Regions from separate parts of the Sus scrofa genome. Here region 1 is linked to region 2. A link is a contact called in public HiChIP or PLAC-seq data. All regions are on one chromosome and are shown on one strand. Each heading gives the region's core, a stretch centred on a gene start, on an enhancer-like site or on the middle of the called end of the contact. The rest is flanking DNA. Distances are from core to core; before and after follow the strand shown. Region 1 overlaps C1H9orf85. Region 2 overlaps ABHD17B (abhydrolase domain containing 17B).

Region 1 (5,909 bases), core at 350-2,849, 73 kb after region 2:
TGTGTCTGTTAGAAAACTTTTATCTTGTTTAACCAGATTTTCCTTACTTGATCTACAAGAACCAAGAAACTGGCCCTGGATTTGAAAGATAATTTGGTATAATCTACATATTTTGTGAGGAAAATGTTGTCATAGGAGGAGTCTGGAGTAATGATGGATGGTATTATCCCAAATACAGGTCTTTTCTGACAAAGAAGATGGGATTGCTAAGGATAACAGCCAGTAAATTTGATTCAGTTTGCACTTATCTTAAATAGCAACTTCAATGTAAAAGACACTGTGCTGTGCATTATAAAAGATACCAAAACTCTGATACACAGAGATTTACGATCTTTTAGGAGAGATGGCCCCACAGATTACTCTTGGACAGACTAGAAAAGGTAGAAGACTGCTATAAACAGTGTTTACAGGAAACCCTATGAATAAGGCACAAGGGAATGGAGGGAGAATGAACAAGAACCCCCTGTGTCCTTTGATGGACAATGAAGATACTCTTGAGCTCTCTTTATGTGTCTTGTCTTGGGGTGCCACATAAGCTGTAATTTGTTCATTCATTTGCTCTTGTTAGATTTTCTTTCCTCTTGCTACATAATCCTGGTGATTCATAAACATTAATCAATGTTGCTTTTCAAAAAGAAGATTCTCTATCTGCTTTGTATATACATTTAATAAAGGGAAAACAAGACAGAATTTTGGTTCAGTGGTTGGATTTCTAGCCTTAAAAAGTGTTTCATTCACTATTTTTTTGGTCCATTTTATCAAACAAAAGTAAACATTGTTACATACTAAAATATGATCAGTCCCTCTTTGTGGCAATTATATATATATATAATTATATATATATTATATATATATAATATACACACACACACACAGAGAGGGAGAGAGAGGGAGAGAGAGAAAGCTTGGCCTCTTTGGTTTATCTCTTTAGCTCCAGCATTTCTTATCATAGTTTGAGGCTCTGATGGTTAATCAGTGATGTAAGAGTCATGTCACCACATTCCAGGAGTATTAAAATGTCCTAGAGTGTAGTTTTAGACACTTTATGTCATATCTTAGTATAATGACCATAAACCCTGGCTTTAATTCTTATCCAAAGACTGGGTTCTTAATATTTAAATGTAAAAGTGGAGAGTTTTCACCGCTGTTTTCCATTGTGTACCTCTGCAGAAAGCCTACTTTTTGACTTTAATATTGATTGCTACAACAAGCTTTGATTTAAAATTGCCTGCTCCAAGTAGTAATTTTGAGCAGTAATTTCCATTTTTTCTTTTATTCTAAGTTACTCTTGCTCACAGGTGAATATTTTATACTCTTTTAAGAATTATTTTAATCAAATCTACTGTAGTAATGGAGTCAGTAAAATCTCTTAAATTATTTTCACATTGATCATTTAGGAACACAAGGAACTGAATGAACTTCTACCCAGAGTTCTTGGAATTTGAGGACATTGTTTCCTTAAAAGCATTTCCTAAGTAGCATGTGATACAATTCCTTAGTATGGTTTCAGGATCTTTCTGTGTTAGCACAGACTACTTAGAGTCACTGTAGGAAATGTCACTTTATAGAACTTTGTCAATGTGAGTTTCTGTTTCTTGTACATCGAGGGTGGAGTACCACAGCTCACTGTTTACGAAAGCACATAGTAATCACATGTGAGAGTATTATGAGTGGAGCTGAATTATGATAAAGGTTAAAATGTAATAATATAACCAGGAAATGAAGGCAGTGCCAGAAAAGTTGTGGCAGAGTACTTGTAGAAATACTAGAAATATAAGATCAGTTCTTTTCCTGCTGGTCTTTATTGTCTAGATCAGTGGTTCTCAATACTTTTGTTCTCAGGACCTCTTTATATTCTGAAGGATTACTGAGGACCCCAGATAACTTCATTTATATATTTTTAATGGGTTATATCTAATTTAAATTGATATAAATTATTGTATTAGATATAAAAGCTGAGACATTTTAAAAATAATTATTTAATAAATGATTTAAACATAAGCAACATGCCCACTAAGTATTAATATAACTTTTTATAAAAAATAACTTTTGAAACAAAAATGTTAGTGAGACAAGTGGAATTGTTTTATATTTTTATTAATTTCATTAATGTCTGAGTGGTAGAAGGAAAAGGAAACAATATAAAGAGTAAAAGTAAATTTTAATAATCTTTTCCAAGGGGTTCCTGTTGTGGCTCAGTGGGTTAAGAACCTGCCATAGTGTCCTTGAGGATACAGGTTTGATCCCTGTCCTCACTCAGTGAGGGCTTGGATCCAGCATTGTTGTAGCTGTGGGGTAGGCCTCAACTGAAACTCAGACTTGACGCCTTGCTCAGGAACTTCCATATGCCACGGGGGTGGCCATAAAAATAAATTAAAAAAATAAAAAGTAGTCTTTTCCAGATAATTGCAGAGATTCATCTTTGATATGATATCAGAGGGGTAACTTCCTAAAGATTAGTTAAATGAAGAATTTGAAACCACATTAATGAACACTTTATTATACTAAAATTCATTGGTCTGTCTTGCACTGGATTGGATCTTCATTCATGCGTGATTTTGTAACATCATACATTTGCTCATTTGGAAAATATTAGTTCACTGAGTGATACAGATCTTCCAAATGTTGCTGTGTTTTTATTAAACATTATAAAAAGGTCATGCTAATACAAAGGGTGTCATCAAAAAGTCTGTGGGTTTTCATTTTTCATTTTTGTTATTTAATTTAGTTTGTGGAGGTGACAAATACAGTGATTACTAGTACAGTTTAGTGCCACTGTCTTTGTTTTATGTTCTATGTTAACTTGCCAGCACTTTTAGTGTCCATTATAAAGAATGAGACTCAAATAAAATGACTTTCAGTGATATGTATATATCAAGGAAGTAAATGTGGTGACATTTTTAAAAAAGTGTACTACTGTCTTCTTTATCAGCAAACTTGGTTTATAGGAGTGTCCTGTGTTTTGATTTGACCACAGTTTTCATTAAAATGATTAGTTGTGATATATGCATAGTCAAGATGCATTGTTTCTGGGAATCGTATTCCATGGAGAAATGAAAAGAAAGCAAAACCACCATTACTTAACATCTCTGGAGTACTTTTAGTAATGGGCTCACAAAATATTCAAAACATAGCCATTTTCAGGGGAAATGAGGTAAAATTTATATTTAGGTGAATTTCAAGTTTTTCCTTACTACGCATTTTGTAAGAAAAAACACTCAGGAGTGATTAAATAATTTACAGCTATTTTTAAAGATGTTTCAAGATACTGCACAAGTTTTATGACAATCTCAATGTATATCTCTTATCATTAAAATAACATCTAAACCATTCCATGCTTAAGATCACGATTCTTTGTCTAGACAAATGTGATATATTTAGGTGAAAAAAATAAAAGGCTGAAACTCAATTACTTTCAGACTTTCTCTCACTCTGTTCCCCATGAAGACATAAAACCTAAATTAAGAGGTTTGAAAGCAAAGGTGCACAAAGATCTCACTTCTGTGACAGAGAAACTGGAAGGTTATAAACATCTAAAAATGTACATTATTTACCTTTTCACAAACATGATACATTTATAAAAAGGAAAAAAGTAATTTTATTTATTTTTCCATACCAGATGTCATTTTTATTATTTTTTCTTGTTTATTAAAAACAGTGAATGTCATAAAAAATTAAGGAATACAGAAAAGTGTACAATAGGAAAATATAAATCAGCTATAATATAACTACCTGGATATAGAAATATTAGCATTTTTCTGTATTTTATATTTTATTTCCAATTTTATTTTTAATTAAAAAATTATTGGCATATAGTTGACTTACAATGTTGTATTAATTTCAAGTGTATAGCAAAGTCCATCTGTTATACATCCATTCTTTTTCAGATTGTTTTGCCATAGGGATTGGAAGTGTGTAATTTTTTAAATGTGTGTTTGTTTTGCATCTCCTTATAAGATAGGTATATTTATATTCACAGAGCTATAACCTATTTTTTAGAATGAATACAACCTGCTTTTCAGAATGAGTTTAAATTTGGAAAGAGCATAATTGCTTTCAGGAACAGAATCTTTCTCTTCTCAACCAGTTTTAAGAACACTGAAAACCCCCGTCAAGGCAGTAGTACTTTGATCTGGTCAGAAGCTCTCAAGTGGTAATGTACATGAGAATTTCTTGAAAAGTTTGTTAACAGATTCTTGGGACCCATCCCCAAGATTCTGATTATGTAAATAATGGGTAGAGCCAAGGAGTCTGCATTTCAATAAGCTATGTAGTAGGTGTTTGAGCCAGTGTTAAAAGTCACTGTTTTGAGGATTAGATGAGCTAGAAGAATCTGTTATCTTTTCACTCCACATTCCAAAACAGGATATCCCATTTTTGAGCCTATTTTGAATGTAAATTTTAACATTAACAGTTCTATAAATACAGTTTTATTCCTGAATTAGTAATTTGAATACCTAAGGACTGGTTTATCCCAAGAGTTTCTGTTATTAAACAACATTTGCATAGAATTTTAACATTAACAGTTCTGTAAATAAGCTTTTATCCCTGAATTAGCAATGTGAATACCTAAGGATTGGTTTATCCCAAGAGTTTCTGTTATTAAAAAACATATTCTTAGAAATGAATTTCTTTGAAGCCTCAGAGGAACCTATCCAGGACAGACTTTCTTTAAAATTATTTAAAAACTTAAAAAAATTGAAGGCAAAAAATACTCTGAAATTTTTCCTAATCCATATGGATTTTAGAATATTGTGTGTGTTCTTTTTTTTTTTTTTTTTTTGTCTTTCTAGGGCTGTACCGAGGCATATGAAAATTCCCAGGTTAGGTGCACGTGCTTGTCTACACAATAGCCACAGCAATGCCAGATCCTTAACCCACTGAACAAGGCCAGGGATTAAACGTGCATCCTCATGGGTACTAGTTGGGTTCATTACCACTGAGCCATTATGGCAACTCCACTGTGTGTTCTAAGGACATAAACTTTTAACCTAATTTTTATTGCAGTGATTAAGTAAAGCTGTTTGGAAAGTCAAAACACAAACATACCAAGTAACTAAATAAAAAAAATTTTTGAAAGTATTTTCACTTTGTATTTGAAGAGTATTTTTTTTTAAATTCTGATTTGTTTTTCCCAGTCAAGTCTCTTACATACAGTAAATTTACCCTTTGCAGTGTACAGTGTAAAAAACAAAAATCAGATGAGTGAATTTTACAGATCTTATTGGCTTTATCCAATTTAGCAGATGGAAAGAAGCTCTGAGGAGCTATAGAATATTGAAAGGCTGAAGCAGAAGAAAGCGGGATCCAGAAAGTTACATTAGGCAAAAAAGCAGGTTTGTTATTGCAAGGTTGGTTTCCTTTGCCAGGGTGGCAGGAGTCTAAGAATCAGATTATCTAGCTAGTCAGATTATTCCTGATTGGTTTAAAATTCCTTTTCTGGAAGGCCAAAACTAAAATCGTCTCACTTTGGTGATTTGGTGCTTAGATTAAGTAACTGAATTTGGGGACCTGTTGTTTTTAACAACAGTTTTATAAGTTTTGAGAAATGAATTCAGTTGTGAGACCATAATTAAAATACACTGCTGTTACCCCCCAAACATTCCTTTGTAGTTCTTTGTATTCTTTTGTAGAACTCTTTTTAGTTCCTTCTACCTCATTCCTAGTCCCTGGCAAACAGTGACCTCTTTTCTTTCCCTATACTTTTACTTTTTTGGAGAATGTTATATATACGGAATCATGTGTTAGATAGTCTTTTGAGGCTGGCTTCTTTAACTTAGCAGATTTGAGATTTATCTGCACTATTGAGTTAATCAGTGGTTAAGCCCATTTTATTGCTGAGTTATATACCCATTTCTTCATTCATTGGTTGATGGACATTTAGGTTTTATAAGTTTTTGGTGATTGTG
Region 2 (5,877 bases), core at 2,832-5,331:
ATATTAAAACCATGGAATTGTGCATTTTAAATGTCAATTCTATAGTATATGAATTATGTCTTAATGAAGCGGCAGGAAGGAAGGGAGGGAGGGAGGAATGAAGAAAGGAAGGACAGACAAGATAAGGCTAGACTATACTAGGGAAAGCTAAGGTAACCTTTTGCAAAGAAATAATAAAATTATGTAATTATTTCTCGGGTAGCTGGGAATTTTGCTTCCCAGGTATTAGGACAGACTACACAGAGCCAAAGTAATAAAGACAGACTAGTGATGACACAGAAACAAAGAGACCTAGTAACAGAAGACATAGCTTACAAACAGACCTATGTATAAATGAAAATCTCCTATGACATGGAGTTTCTCAAAACATTAGGAAAAGATGGATTCCTTAGCAGATTTTGCTGGGAAAGCTTATCACATAAGCAAAAAAGTACTTGGAATCTTGGAGGTATAGACTATTGGGTATAAGACAGGCTTAAGGATGTGTGGTATAATATGGAGAATATAGATAATATTTTGTAATAACTATAAATGGAAAATAATCTTTAAAATTGTATGTATAGCATTTTTAAAATTAAAAAATTCCTCAAGTATGTAGAACACAAACTGCAGATGGATTATCAATCCAAAAGGGAAAATTGATACAACATAAAAAAATCCATGAAGAATAAAGCAGTGGCAAATTTAGCTTAATTCAAATAAAGGATTTCTATTCAGTGAAAAATGCTTTGGGAAAGATGATTTCTTCACCCAAAACTGTCAGAGGGTTAATATCTAAAATAATAACCTTTTACAAAAACAAGAAAATAAAAGATAACTTAAGAGAAGAAATGGAAAAAAATCTGTGAATAGGCAATTTATAGAAGGATATACAAGGCTAAGAAGTATATGAAAAAAGGTCATTCTGAGCCTCTAGTGTCATGCAGAGTATCTGTCACATAATAAGACTGCTAGTATTTTTTAGATGAACGAGTTAGTAAATTAACAAGATTATTAATAACTCTACATCTCGGAAGCCTCTATAAGAAAAAAGTTTATAAATCACATGCTAAGAAAGTAAGCAAACATATTTTGTGACAATTATTTAGGTTTCTTGTATGGGAGCAGAATAGAGGCAGTCAAATAGAAAAGTATAAAACCTGAATGAGGGAGGATACAGTCAGGAAAAGGACTGCTAGCTAGTAACTAAAATCATTCAGTGCATTACAAAGTGCAGAATAGAACAGTCTTCCAGGGGGAAGGAAATCTTGCCCCTCTGGAAATCAATTCACAAAGAGAAAGGTCAGCTCAATGTTAAACAGCTGGCCCATTGTGAAAATTAAGGTTTTCCTTTTGGCGGAGGACTCAAAATCACTTCATTTATGTAACAGGAGGAAGTTCCTAAAATTGTATGAAATAATAATTCAAGAACCTGCTCAATGACAAAGGAAAAAAGATGAACATCTGAGTCCTTTTTCAGCAAAACAGGAAGACTATTCTTAAAGAATGTCCTTAAATAAAATGACATACTACAATCTTCTTCCTCTCTTCTGACCGAATAAATTACTGAAATGACTTCTGTCAATTCCTGATGTAATAATATTTACTGAAAAAAAAAAAACCTTTGTAATGCAGATTGACTCACATTACTACCATCTACAAAGGACAATAGATTCTTTTAGGGTTCTAGATTTTACTGTAATGAACAGAACTACCACAAGTCTTTTAATAGAAGATTTCAAAGAAAACTTTAAAAGTACTTCATCTTCATTTTATGTGCTATTTTGACAACTTTGCCCTAAAGAGTATCTATGCTGATTTCAAGTCTTATCTAATTTAGAGTGTAGTTAGTATATGATAAACTACTTAAATTTTTGTATACTATACTTCATGTTAAGAACTAATTCCTAGGGAGTTTCCTTGAGGCACAGTAAGTTAAGGGTCCAGTATTATCTCTCCACTACAGTGTCTATCTAGGGTTGCTGCTGTGGTGCAGGTTCAATCTCTTGTCTGGGAACTTTCACATGCCATAGTTGCAGCCAAAAAAACATCAAAAACCAAACCAAAACAAAAACCCCCCAGACAAAAAAAAACTTGTATTCTAGAGTCCAAGATGAATTTCTTTGAATGTGGCTTCATATGGGAATCTGGGAAAGTTAATATTACATATTTTGTTTTGTAGAATGTCAGAATTTACATTACCTAGAGAATCTGCTACTACTACTTTGGTCACCCCATGGCATATGGAATTCCCTGGCCAGGGATAAGAAGACCCAAGCCACAGTCGTGACCTACACTGTAGCTGTGGCAACGCTGGTTCCTTAACCCACTGTGCTGGGTTGAGAATTGAACCTGCGTCCCAGCATTCCAAAGGTGTTAACGATTCTGTTGCATCGCAGCAGGAACCCCTAATTTTTTAAAACAAATAAATCCAGGGCATTCAAAGGTAAGTTGTTTAAAACAGGAAGATTACACAAAACATAAAGATTGGTCTGTTTGCTACCATAAAACAACCCATTTTTATTGTCTATCTTTATAAAAATTAATGCCTGATTTTTTAAAAAAAAGATAAATGGACAGAAGAAAACAGAAAAAAACCAAAATAAAATTAGATCTATAGCAGAGACTGCCTAACACCAGAAATGGATAAATGAGGTAGATGTTTGATTATTGAGAACAAGAAGTAGCAAAGATCAGAATAAAGTCAGAAGTGATGGTACAGAAGATATTCAACTAAGAAAGTGGAGGGGGAAAAAACATCAAATTTTAGATTAGTTCTATACGAAGGGGCCATGAGCCTAATATATCCCTAATGACTAATCCAAATGCTACTATAAAAAGGGGGTCAATCACATACAGCTCAATAGCCTAGAAATGTAGCAATACCAAAGCAAGGAAATTACACTCATTTTGGTATCCTTGGAGGGCACCAACTGAGTTAGGCACTGCCACCCTAAGATCCAGTATGTAATCTGCAGCAGCATTTTTACCAAAGTACAACAAAGAATGAAAGCATGTATGTTATGATTGTTAGAGAGCCAAATATATTACAGAGTTTAGTGCATATAGAGAAGCTGAATATTCACCATTATATAAGTTTGGCAACATGCTTACTTTTTAGTTAAGACAGAGCATCCAAAACATTTATAAAAAATATTTCTGTTACTTAGAAACTAGGTGTTTAGTATGATGTTGTTTTAACATATATATATATATTGGCGGCCTGTGGTATGTGGAAGTTCCTGGGCCAGGGACTAAACCTGCACCACAGCAGCAACAATGCTGGATCCTTAACCAGCGGTGGCACAAGAGAACTCTAACTTATTTTCTCATCTGTACATGTCTTACATAGAAATATAGCCTCTGCACCTCTTGTCCCTTTGGGACAGGTTTTATTTATTTCTTCTTTCAGATCACTAAAGAATCAGCAAGAGAACTCCACTATTTTTGAGATCAAAGGACCTGACTGGGTGACCACCAGGAAAACTAAACTCTGAAGGCACAGAACCAACAGGTTATGCCACTTGAGAATAGAAATTTAAAAACTTAGGGGAAAATTTTAAAAGCACTTTTTAAAATATTTTTTTAATATTTCAAATTGAAAGGAGAAATTTGGCAAACCATTTTCTTCTCTTAAGGAATCATTCAGTTACTTTTAAAGAGAGAGTTAGGAATTTCTCAATTTGACAAATTGTACTGGGCAACGTCAAAATAAATTTTCTTTCCTATTGTGAGAAGAGTTGGGGTTAAACATGAACAAAATTTGGGGTTAAACATGAGGCCTACCAGAAGTACCAAAATAGCCTCAACCTTAGTGTTAGTTATGACTTTTTGTTGTTGTTGTTTAGTAAATTAGTTAAACAGTAAGACTCAGAAGTGAGGAAATTAGTAGATCTATAACAATATTGTAGAAGATGGAAATTAAGGCTAAAAAGCCTATAACCTATCCCAAGCAAACTAATTAATCTCAGAAGTCTTACATAGGTCCATGTAGCCATTTCTATACTTATGTTTCCTCTTAGTTTCTTAATACATAATATTTACTGCATTATCTAATATAGGAGCCACTAACCACAAACGGCTATGTGAAGTTATTACTCAGTTCCTTAGTCACACCAGCCACATGTTACTTAGTTGCCACCAAACTGCACAGTGCAAAATGAGCAATTCTATTATTGCAGAAAATCCTACCAGGCAGTGCTAAACTAATAAAACCTTTTAATTCCAGGCAATACAGAATCAGAGCTTTCATGCTTCACATCCATACTAGCTTTAAATGTTGAAGCGCCCTCCTTTTCAGTCTTTCTATTGAAGTACATATAAGCTATTTTTATAGATTCTGTTCAACTAAATGAGGTAACCTACACAATACCATTTTAGAAGACTACTATCTTCGCAACAATATTACAACTTCTAATCCAATTTTAATGTAAGAGTCATTTTATTTAAAATGAGGAATGCAAATCAATTAAGCTATCTATATATTTTAATGCATGCTTTTGATGTGTCAAAGGAATTCAATATTTTTGAAAAGTTCCTTGCATGCTGGAGTTGCAAGTAAACTGTAAGAAACTATAGGAACATGTGTGATTATCAGCTAATTTCTGAACATAGCCCATAGAGTATTCCAAACACTTAAAATCTGTTTTTTTTTTTTTTTTTGTCTTTTGTCTTTTTGTTGTTGTTGTTGTTGTTGCTATTTCTTGGGCCGCTCCCACGGCATATGGAGGTTCCCAGGCTAGGGGTCTAATCAGAGCTATAGCCACCAGCCTACACCAGAGCCACAGCAACTTGGGATCCGAGCCACATCTGCAACCTACACCACAGCTCAAGGCAATGCTGGATCCTTAACCCACTGAGCGAGGCCAGGGATCAAACCCTCAATCTCACGGTTCCTAGTTGGATTTGTTTCCACTGCGCCAGGATGGGAACTCCCAGGAGTCAACTTCCATATGCTGCGGGTGCAGCCAAAAAAAAAAAAAAAAAAAAAAAAAAAAAGCAATACTGTAATGATAAAGGTATTACAAGACATGGGGCTTAAGAAAAGTCAAACGACATAGGAAGTTAAAAAACAAAATGTGGAGTTCCCATCGTGGCGCAGTGGTTAACGAATCCGACTAGGAACCATGAGGTTGCGGGTTAGGTCCCTGCTCTTGCTCAGAGGGTTAACGATCCGGCGTTGCCGTGAGCTATGGTGTAGGTTGCAGACTCGGCTCAGATCCCGCGTTGCTGTGGCTCTGGCATAGGCCGGTGGCTACAGCTCCGATTCGACCCCTAGCCTGGGAACCTCCATATGCCGTGGGAGCGGCCCAAAGAAATAGACAAAAAAAAAAAAAAGAATTCAGTTCCATGGGAAGTTCCCTAGTGGTCTAGTGGTTAGGATTTGGTACTTTTCACTGTGGCCTGGCTTCTACATCAAGCTGCTCCATCCCATGGTAAAAAAAAGACTTCAGTTCCCTATTCCTTAAGACACTTTCCAACTCAGAAGACCAGAGGTTTACATTGAAGGAAATCTTTTCTAAGGAATCAGACTAATTTGAAAGACAGATCCAATGATACAAAGGGAAGTTATACCAGGATGTTGTAGGAATGAGAAGGATGTGTATTGCAGTAGAGGGCCTTCTAATGTGGGATGTCAACATGTAAGATGTAGCAATATAATATTGTTATGTAGAGATATGGAGGTAAACATCAAAAGAATCCTTCAAAACAAAGTTAGTATTACCTGGGAAAGGATATCAAGGAGATGGGGGCCTGAGCTTGCTAATTTTCAAATTGTATAGAATCATTTGGATCCTTAACCACACGCTTGTATGAATGGATAAAAATGAAGACTGAAAACAAAGAAGACTCTTCCCTAACCCCACCCCAAATTCAAACCCAAACCAGGTTCAATAA

Evidence for each region. HiChIP or PLAC-seq counts read pairs in DNA pulled down with a chosen protein or histone mark.
Region 1: an H3K27ac HiChIP or PLAC-seq map of alveolar macrophages shows a contact between it and region 2. The contact joins two enhancer-like sites. A contact is called at or near these places in 3 of 47 Hi-C or Micro-C datasets (embryonic fibroblasts, epiblast stem cells and skeletal muscle) and 1 of 2 datasets of contacts at active chromatin or transcription factors (alveolar macrophages).

The regions. Positions count from the first base shown.
Region 1 is chr1:225,239,787-225,245,695 of Sscrofa11.1, forward strand. The region is part of intron 3 of C1H9orf85; the gene reads left to right. Among named protein-coding and RNA genes, the nearest start is that of C1H9orf85, 49 kb to the left of the region's middle. Within about 2 kb of position 1,600, at least 5 of the 83 cell types and tissues checked have an H3K27ac peak or open chromatin away from gene starts, as enhancers often do. A contact at or near this core is called in alveolar macrophages, where this site is marked.
Region 2 is chr1:225,164,145-225,170,021 of Sscrofa11.1, forward strand. The region is part of intron 1 of ABHD17B (abhydrolase domain containing 17B); the gene reads right to left. Among named protein-coding and RNA genes, the nearest start is that of ABHD17B, 26 kb to the right of the region's middle. Within about 2 kb of position 4,082, at least 3 of the 83 cell types and tissues checked have an H3K27ac peak or open chromatin away from gene starts, as enhancers often do. A contact at or near this core is called in alveolar macrophages, where this site is marked.